Linked DNA regions of Sus scrofa: region 1 is linked to region 2. Evidence: chromatin contacts called from public Hi-C data. All regions are on one chromosome and are shown on one strand. The core of a region is the stretch at or near the end of the contact, and the rest is flanking DNA. Distances in the headings are between cores, read along the strand shown. Region 1 overlaps NUP153 (nuclear pore complex protein Nup153). Region 2 has its middle 51 kb from the start of STMND1.

The links. Hi-C and Micro-C count contacts between places; a contact is called where the count stands out from the background.
Region 1: a Hi-C map of skeletal muscle shows a contact between it and region 2, with 5 times the contacts expected there. The contact joins two enhancer-like sites. A contact is called at or near these places in 1 of 47 Hi-C or Micro-C datasets (skeletal muscle) and 1 of 2 datasets of contacts at active chromatin or transcription factors (skeletal muscle).

What each region holds. Positions count from the first base shown.
Region 1 is chr7:13,447,634-13,452,342 of Sscrofa11.1, forward strand. NUP153 (nuclear pore complex protein Nup153) reads right to left here. Exons shown (of 22, transcript XM_001926651.6): 2 at 3,220-3,445. Among named protein-coding and RNA genes, the nearest start is that of NUP153, 17 kb to the right of the region's middle. Within about 2 kb of position 2,983, at least 3 of the 83 cell types and tissues checked have an H3K27ac peak or open chromatin away from gene starts, as enhancers often do. A contact at or near this core is called in skeletal muscle, where this site is marked.
Region 2 is chr7:13,061,607-13,066,070 of Sscrofa11.1, forward strand. No RefSeq gene overlaps it. Among named protein-coding and RNA genes, the nearest start is that of STMND1, 51 kb to the left of the region's middle. Within about 2 kb of position 1,770, at least 6 of the 83 cell types and tissues checked have an H3K27ac peak or open chromatin away from gene starts, as enhancers often do. A contact at or near this core is called in skeletal muscle, where this site is marked.

The DNA.
Region 1 (4,709 bases), core at 1,733-4,232, 390 kb after region 2:
AACATTATATCTAATGGTCAAAGACTGATTTTCCTCCAAAATCAGGAATAAGACAAGAATGTCTGCTTTCCCCAATTCTATTTAACACAGTATTCAAAGTTCTAGTTAGAGTAATTAAGGCAAGAAAAAAGGAACCAACTTAATTCAAATTTTAAAGGAAGAAGTAAAATTATCTGTTTACAGATGATATATCTTATATGAAGAAATCCCTAAATAGTCCACAAAAAAAGTGTTAAAATTAACAAATTAGGCTAAGTAGTAGGATACAAATCAATATGGAAAAATCAGTTTTGTTTCTATACACTAACAATGAACAATCTGAAGAGTAAATTAAGAAAGTAATTCCATTAACAATAGCATCAAAAACAATAAAACAGAAATTAAGGAAAGAAGTGAAAGACCTCCACAATAAAAACTATAAAACATTGCTGAAAGAAATATAGAGGACATAAACGGAAATACATGCCCCATTCTTAAGACTGGAAGACTAGTATTGTTAAAATGTTAATACTATGCAAAATGATCTGCAGATTCAATGCAATGCTTTTCAAAAGCCCAATGACTTTTTTTTGAGAAAATAGAAAAATACATCTAAAATTCTTATGGAATCTCAAGGGACCCTTTGATAATACTCAAGATAATTGGAAAAGGAACAACTTTGGAGGTCTCACACTTCCTGCTTTCAAAAACTTATTACTAAATAGTGATCGAAAGTGTGGTATGGGAGTTCCCATCGTGGTATAGAGGGAACGAATTGACTATATTCATGAAGACATGGGTTCAATCCCCGGCCTCACTCAGTGGGTCAGGGATCCGGCAACACCATGAGCTGTAGTACAGGTTGCAGACTCAGCTCGGATCCTATCTTGCTATGGCTGTAGCAAAACCCAGCAGATGTGGCTCTGATTTATTTCACCCCAACCCTGGGAACTTTAATATGCCATAGGTTTGGCCCTAAAAAAGCCAAAAAAAAAAAAAAGTGGTGTGAAGTTCCCGTTGTGCCTGAGCAGGTTAAGAAGCCAACATAGGGTCCTCAAGGATGCATGTTCATCCCGGGTCTTGCTCAGTGGGTTAAGGATCCAGGGTTACCACAAGCCATGGCATAGGTTGCAGATGCAGCCTGGATCCGGCATTACCATGGCTGTGGTGTAGGCCTGCAGCTGCAGCTCCAATTTGACCTGTGCGTAGCCTAGGAACTTCCATATGCTGCAAATGCAGCTATTAAAAAAAAAAAAAAAGTATGGTGACAGCATAAAGACAGACATGTAGACCAGCGGAACAATTGAAAAGTATAGAGAGCCCAGGAGTAAACCCTTGCATACACAGTCAAATGATCCCTGACAGGGTGCCAAGGCCACTCAATGGGGAAAGGACAGTCTCTTCAACAAATAATTTTGGGAAAACTGGGCATCTACAAGCAAAAGAAGAAAACTGGACACTTATCTTCCACTACACTCAAAAAAAATCAACTCAAAATGGATTAAAGACCTAAACATAAGCCCCCAAACTACAAAACTTTAAGAAAAACAACAGAGAAAAGCTTCAAGACAATGGTCTTGGCAATGATTTCTTGGAATATGACAGGCAACAAAAGAAAAAAAGATGCGAAACTCTAACTTTAAAACCTTTGTGCACTGAAAGTCAAAATCAAAAGAGAAAACAAAAGAGAGAAAAGGCAACTTAAAGAATGACAGAAAACATCTGCAAATCATATATACAATAAGGGGTTAACATCCAGAACATATAAAGGACTCCCACAACTCAACAACAACAAAAAAAAACATGATTAAAAACTGGGCAAAAGACTTGAACAGGCATTTCTCCAAAAACAATATACGGAATAGCCAACCGTCATATGAAAAGATCATCACTAATCTTATCATTAGCTCAACATCACTAATCTTAAAAGAAATACAAATCAAAACCACAATGAGATATTTTCACACTCATGAGGACAGCTACTGTCAGGAAAACAGAAAGTAAATGTCGGTGACGATGTGCAGCTGGAACCCTTGTACTGTTGATACGAAATGTGAAATGGTGCAAACAGTAGGGAAAACAGTATGGTGGGCCCTCAAAAAAACTGAAAACTAGAACCATCATACGACCCAGCAATTTTACTTCTGGGTATACACCCAAAAGAAGTGAAAGCAGAGTTTCAAAATGTATAACCCAGAGTTCCCATCATGGCTCAGTGGTTAACGAATCCAACTAGGAACCATGAGGTTGCTGGTTCAATCCCAGACCTCACTCAGTGGGTTAAGGATCTGGCGTTGCCATGCGCTGTGGTGTAGGTGGCAGATGCGGCTTGGATCCTGCGTTGCCATGGCTCTGGCATAGGCCAGCAGCAACAGCTCCGATTAGACCCCTAGCATGGGAACCTCATGTGCTACGGGTGCGGCCCTAGAAAAGACCAAAAACAAAAGTGATAGGATGATATTCTAGCTATTGGCAGACACCTGCTATATATCTAATATATACAGAAGCTCTACAGAAAAAAGAAAGCTAGTATAATATACTTCTACTGGATGGTACGCTACTAACACAATGCCAGTTTTTTATATTTACAGAGCTTTCTTACTCTCCAAACCAGGTCCAATAGAGAACACATTTGGGAATAGTAAGACTAAATGAGGCCATGTCATCTATAGAGTCACATCAGCCATAAATACGCAGTGTGCTGAAAGTATTCCTACGATCACATGCTATCAATCGGCCAGTGCAGTCTACAACTTCAATGTACTGCTAGCTAGCCAGCTAGATATGCCATTGAGGGGCCCTCAGAGGCCTGAACTCTCACTGAATCAACAAAAATTTAACACGTACATGATTTGAGGTTCTCCTCACTGATCCATTCCACTAACCTAGCAGAAGAAATAATGGCTCACCATCATTAAGACAGTCAATGCAAGGCGGTACATATAAGCAAAAAGCTGCAGACAAGATCTGAAATGAGCCAGAGGTTCCCTAACTGTTCTTAGTGCCCTGTGCTATTTGAAGAATGCATACTACTCTCCAGCTCTAGTTACTATTTATATAAAAGTTACACTGGTAAAATTACTATTTAGTAAACAACTAATTTGAAGGTGATTATCAATCTCCTCCAACATGGTTTCTGTACTATACGATTAGATTTACCACAGCCAAGGACTATAAAAATATTTTAAATTAAGGCATGAAAGCCTATCATTCATAACAAAATATCCACATCCTACTTACCTTCTGTATTACTGACTGTTGGTTCAGGAGTGATCCTCCCATCATGAACACTGGCGCCCTCCTCATCTGCATACATCGTATGGTCATCTTCCCTGTTTTCCGGCCACTGTGGCACCTCTCTTGTGTCTGTTGAGCAGCTACACACATCTTCATTCTTGTTGAAGTATCTCTGTAGCCATCCTGGCACAATATTCTTAACAGATTCTGTAACCCTGCTAAGAATGCCCTGTTGAGGGGAAAAACATGTAAGGCAGTTTTAGGAATTTCTCTTTTAAATAAGTACCTATTTACAGAAGGCCATACCAAGCATGTCTCCAACAATGTTTTCTAAAATTCAGTTACTTGAGTTAATGCTAAGTTAATGTATTTTACAAATTCTATAGACATGAAATTCCTACCTTTTTCTTTCTTCCATATGCATATGCATATGTCCATGAGTCAGTAACTGCCCCAAGTGGCCACAAGATTATTCTAATCTTTAAAAAAAAAACTCCAGGAGTTCCCATCGTGACGCAGTGGTTAACGAATCCGACTAGGAACCATGAGGTTGCGGGTTCAGTCCCTGCCCTTGCTCAGTGGGTTAAGGATCCGGCATTGCCGTGAGCTGTGGTGTAGGTTGCAGACACGGCTCAGATCCTGCGTTGCTGTGGCTCTGGCGTAGGCCGGTGGCTACAGCTCCGATTCGACCCCTAGCCTGGGAACCAAACAAACAAAAAAAAACTCCAATAGGCCATCAAAAAGCAACAAATTTTAGATTTAGTAATAAAATATGCACTAAAATGTTATAATCCCAAACGAAAGGCATCCATCTTGATCCCAGCACATTAAGAGAAGCAATATAAGCAATACTTTCAACAGTTTCCATAAGGAATTACTTTACTGTATAGTCTTTAAGAATAAAGTTTTTTGTTTTTGTTTTTTTGTCTTTTTAGGGCCGCACTTGCGGCATACGGAGATTCCCAAGCCAGAGGTCCAATTGGAGCTATAGCCACCGGCCTACACCACAGTCACAGCAACGCAAGATCTGAGCCGAGTCTGAGACCTACACCACAGCTCACGGCAACGCCAGATCCTTAACCTACTGAGCCAGGCCAGGGATCAAACCTGTGTCCTCACGGATGCTAGTCGGGTTCATTAACTGCTGAGCCACGATGGGAATTCCAAGAATGACGATTCAGACAAATAAAAATGAGAATTTTTTTAAAAGACAGGCAATAAGACAACTAATCGAACATAATAACCTTAAGACACAAACTAAGATTTTTTTGATGGTTAAAACTGCATTATACCAAATGTTGCCTGAAAAACCAAGAATTTTATTACAGTTTAAAGGCAGAAAAGGTGTGGCATAACAACTATCAATATTATTAACATTAATCACAGCTTTGCTACATGTCAGACACTGTTGTCAGCAGTTTATACATATTCAATTTAATCCTCACAATAATTTTATGAAATTGGCTTTAATAGTGCCACTTTATAGATGAAGA
Region 2 (4,464 bases), core at 520-3,019:
AAACAGCATTATGTCATGATTTATTTAGCATTAGAGCATAATGATTTTTATATGTAACATTTTCATTTCTGTTTCTGACAACCACATAATGTTCCACTTACTGGGTATATAATTTTATCTTTTTTTTTTTTTTTTTTTTGCTTTTTGCTTTTTTGGGCTGCACCTGTGGCATATGGAAGTTCCCAGGCTAGGCGTCGAATTGAATCTATAGCCATTGACCTACACCATAGCCACAGCAAGGCCAGGTCTGAGCTGTGTCCGCAACCTACACCTCAGCTCACCGAAAAACCAGCTCCTTAACCCACTGAGTGAGGCCAGGGATCAAACCTGCATCCTCATGGATCCTAGTCAGGTTTGTTAACTGCTGGGCCATGAAGGGAACTCCTAACTTTATCTTTCATTAGCCTTTCTTTTGTTGTGTAATACTTTGACTATACCTGATATTGCACTGTTAGGAATATCCATGATGAATATATTTGTCTGTGCAGCTTTTCCAATATTGTGAACCATTTCCATAGATTCTCAGAGGAATTATGTGGTCAGATGGTAAACATTTTTATCAGCCTTGCTCCATGCCGCTCAGTTGATTTACCAAACGGATTTAATCAATTGAATATCAAGTTCCTTCTCTCCCTGTTAAGTATCATTAAGATAATCATTATTGGAATAGGGAGGAAATATTCATTTGAACTCATTATTACTACTGAACTTCTACTACTACTACATTTTCCATATATTAATTAGTTCCCTTTTTGTGAATTGTTTGTGCTTTTTCATGATAGTGTGCAAACCAAAGTCAGGCTTATTTCTAGAACTTTCTAATGTCCTCAAACTCTTCCTTTCATCTCAACTACCTGTGACTAGCAGGCCAGAAAATGTCCATAATGCACTATTCCCACCCTAGGTAACTCGATGGGTAACACTAGGTAACCAGTTCACTGCCATGAGGTTCCAGGCAAATCCCCACCTGCCTTTGTTACCTCCTTCCTTCTTGCTGCCCTCTGCTGCCTCAGAGAAGCGAAGCTGCCATTTCTGCACCTGGGAGAATTTGTTCCTGAAATCAGTGGTTCCCAGCACTAATGGCACATGAGAACCATCTGGGGAGCTTTTAAAATTCACAACACCCAGCACATTCTCAACACCAATTAAATCAGAGTCTCTAGGGGGGCACCTGGCATCAGTGTTTTTGAAAGTCCCCCTGAGGATTCCGAAATACAGCCAGGGTTGAGAACCACTGCTTTAAATCCAAAGACCCTGGACACTCAGGCTGCAAAGACCCATAAGCAGTGGCACCTGCCCTCTGGGAGCTCACATCTGGGCCATCGGGGTAGCAAAGCACATTCTAAAAATTGTTTAAGGGAGTGGTATATATATATATGTGTGTGTGTGTGTGTATGTGTATACACATGTATATATGCTCACACATACATACCTATATGTGCCACTTAATTAGTTATAACCTATAATTTGATCAACTAGTGGCATCCTTTCCAAAGAATGGCCTTTAAAGCACAGATTCCGAAGAACCATTTCTTGCCTAAGAAATGGTTGGTTATTGTTCCCTATGCTATATTTACTGAAGCAAAAATATATATGTAGTGATTAGAAAACTTATTTAGAAACTAGAGATTTAAAAGGATTTTCCTATTTCTCAAGAAATTTAAACGCATTCCACTATTGCTTCCTGAGTTTCTGCAGCAATACCCGTCTGTCCACTAGGTGGTGCTCTGAGCAAATTCATAAGCTGTTGGGCTTTGCCACAGTTCATGTCCTTAATATATCCTTTTAGAGAAATTCAATTTTTCTGGGGCAGAAATGGCTACTCATTCATAGTCTGGACATACCACAATCAGAAATGGTGTTTTACCTTTTACTTACAAAGTTAGGCTTGCGTGAACTGTATTTATACTATCAATCCACACACTGTCTTTAGAACTTTTTATATCTACCTTATTATGTTATTGAATTCTAGGGCATCTCCCTCCAATTATCAAGATGGTTATAGGCTTTAAAATGGCTAAACAGGCTTCATCTTACAGACACTCAGCCCATGCTTTTTCTATTAAAGCCAGTAATGAAATATAGCCCACATCATCTATTTATAAAGATCCAAACACACATTAGACCTCAAATAATTGAATTTATTTTTATGGGTTAAGTCATCTGCAATGTTATCTGAGACGGGATTAAATGGAAAGCATTTCTGACTCTTCTCAACAGAAATAGGTCCATCCTTGGCCCTGGGCCTGGGCGGTTGAGCCCTCGGCTAGACTAATAGACAGTGTTCAGCAAAAGGCAAGTCAGGATGGAGTGGCTGCTCACCGGGCTTGTGCAATTCTCAGGAAGCTTGATCCGAGTTTCCAGAGGCAGCTGGTCACTGCCTTCCCTGCAGCTGCCCTGGAAAAGGCAGGTTTCTTGACCATCCAGCAGCCCAAATGCCACAGTGCGTCCTGTGTTCAGCCACCTCTAACTTTAGGACCTGCCATTTTTGTTGATATGGATAGACCATTGGACCGAACTTGGACTCTTCTGTCAGAAAACTAAGCTTGATAATCAAGAGCCAGGAGAGGCTAAAATGGGTTTGCTCCCGTTTTGCACTACGAGAAATGTCACCTCAGGAAAACCGGGTATTAAGGAGCAGGGAAAACGACAGTCATATTTCACTGGCATGGCCCAGAGTTTGGCCGGTCTCTGAGCCTGCCTCAGCGAACATGATGCACTTGACATTCACAGCCGACCCTTGGATGAGGATGTTGTGTGGCCATGCCCGAGTGTTGCCATGGCACTCTTTCTGATTGCCCGTTGATTCTCTTTCCCGTCACTCCCAGAGCCCAGGTCAGCCTCTCGCCTGGGAGAGCAGAGCCCTTGATCCGCAGTGGGGCTTTTACGCAAACACCGCTTCCTCCTTCTAAGAAACCTTCCCCAGAGAACATTCGGTCCTTGGAAGGAGCACAAAAGTAAACATGGAGGATGAGGGAACACAGAACGGAACACCCACTAAGCCCTAGCTTTTCTCAAAAAGAGCAGTGCTGATGTCTCACCTCGATGGTGGGGGCGGGCGGGGGGTGGGGGGTGGCTGTGCCCTCAGGACAGGCGGATGCTCCACATCCGGTGGGCGATCACCCTGCAAGAGGCCCGCCAACCGGCAATGAGCTGCTGTTTATGTAAAACAACAGAGAGGAAGGACCCCGTGGGTTACATAAGGCTGATGTGGATGCACTGAGGCTTTTCCTCAATGCTCTTGGGTTGGGGGGCGGTCGGGGGAGAAGAGAGACGTGGATGACCCAGAACAAGGAGCGAGGTCAGAGACAGGTTGGGACCAAACCCAGTGGTTGCTACGTCATGCCTGTCACGCGCTGGTACATCAATGACCTCCTTTAACCCCTCCGTACCCCCGGGGGCGGGGGTGGGGGACCATCGTCCCAGCTTTGTAAACGGAAACACGAAACCTTAAAAAGGATGAGTAGGCAGTTGGTGCCAGGCCAGAAGCGGCCAGGTCTCCATCTGAATCCGGCCCCTCTGCCTCCAGGTCTCACCTTCTGTGAGATCAAGCTTTTCAGCTTCGTCTTCCCGGTTTCATCCACATCCTTCAAAGGAGGCAAAATAGTATTTCCCTATGAAGTGCTAGTTACCCCCAAGGATTGGGAATGGGGAACGGGCAGGATAAGGGGAGAATTTTGCTCTGTTAAGGGACCATGAAGTGCAACCAAGCTGATCCAAATGGTAGAAGCCAGCTTGCCTTTCTGTTGCAGCCAATATTTGGCTTTTTGGAGGATGGTGACACATAGAAACAATGCTCATTCTTTATTTTAAGATATGGGGACACAGCCCAGAGCTGCTTTTATCAACCCCTCCCCCCAACCTCAGCTTTAGTTCCCCAACTAATGAAAAGTGCATTTAAAATAGCCTTATTGCTATTCCCATCATGGTTCAGCAGTAAGGAACCCAGCTAGTATCCATGAGGACTTGGGTTCGATCCCTGGCCCCACTCCATGGGTTAAGGATCCAGCCTTGCCATGAGCTGTGGTGTATGTAAGTCACAGATGAGACTCCAATCCAGTGCTGCTGTGGCTGTGCGCAGGCCATCAGCTGCAGCTCCAATTCAACCCCTAGCCTAGGAACTTCCATATGCTGCAGGTGCAGCCCTAAAAAGACCCCCAGAAAAGGTTTGTTTTTTCTTGCTAAACACAATATTACCATACTTATTAAGTCTATAGATTATCTACAACGCTAAGTATCCTTTACACAGTAGCACTTAACACAGGATTTTTTTTTTTTTTTTTTTTTTTTTGTCTTTTTGCTATTTCTTGGGCCGCTCCCGCGACATATGGAGGTTCCCAGGCTAGGGGTCCAATTGGAGCTGTAGCCACTGGCCTACGCCAGAGCCACAGCAACACGGGATCCGAGCAGCGTCTGCAACCTACACCACAGCTCACGGCAACGCCGGATCGTCAACCCACTGAG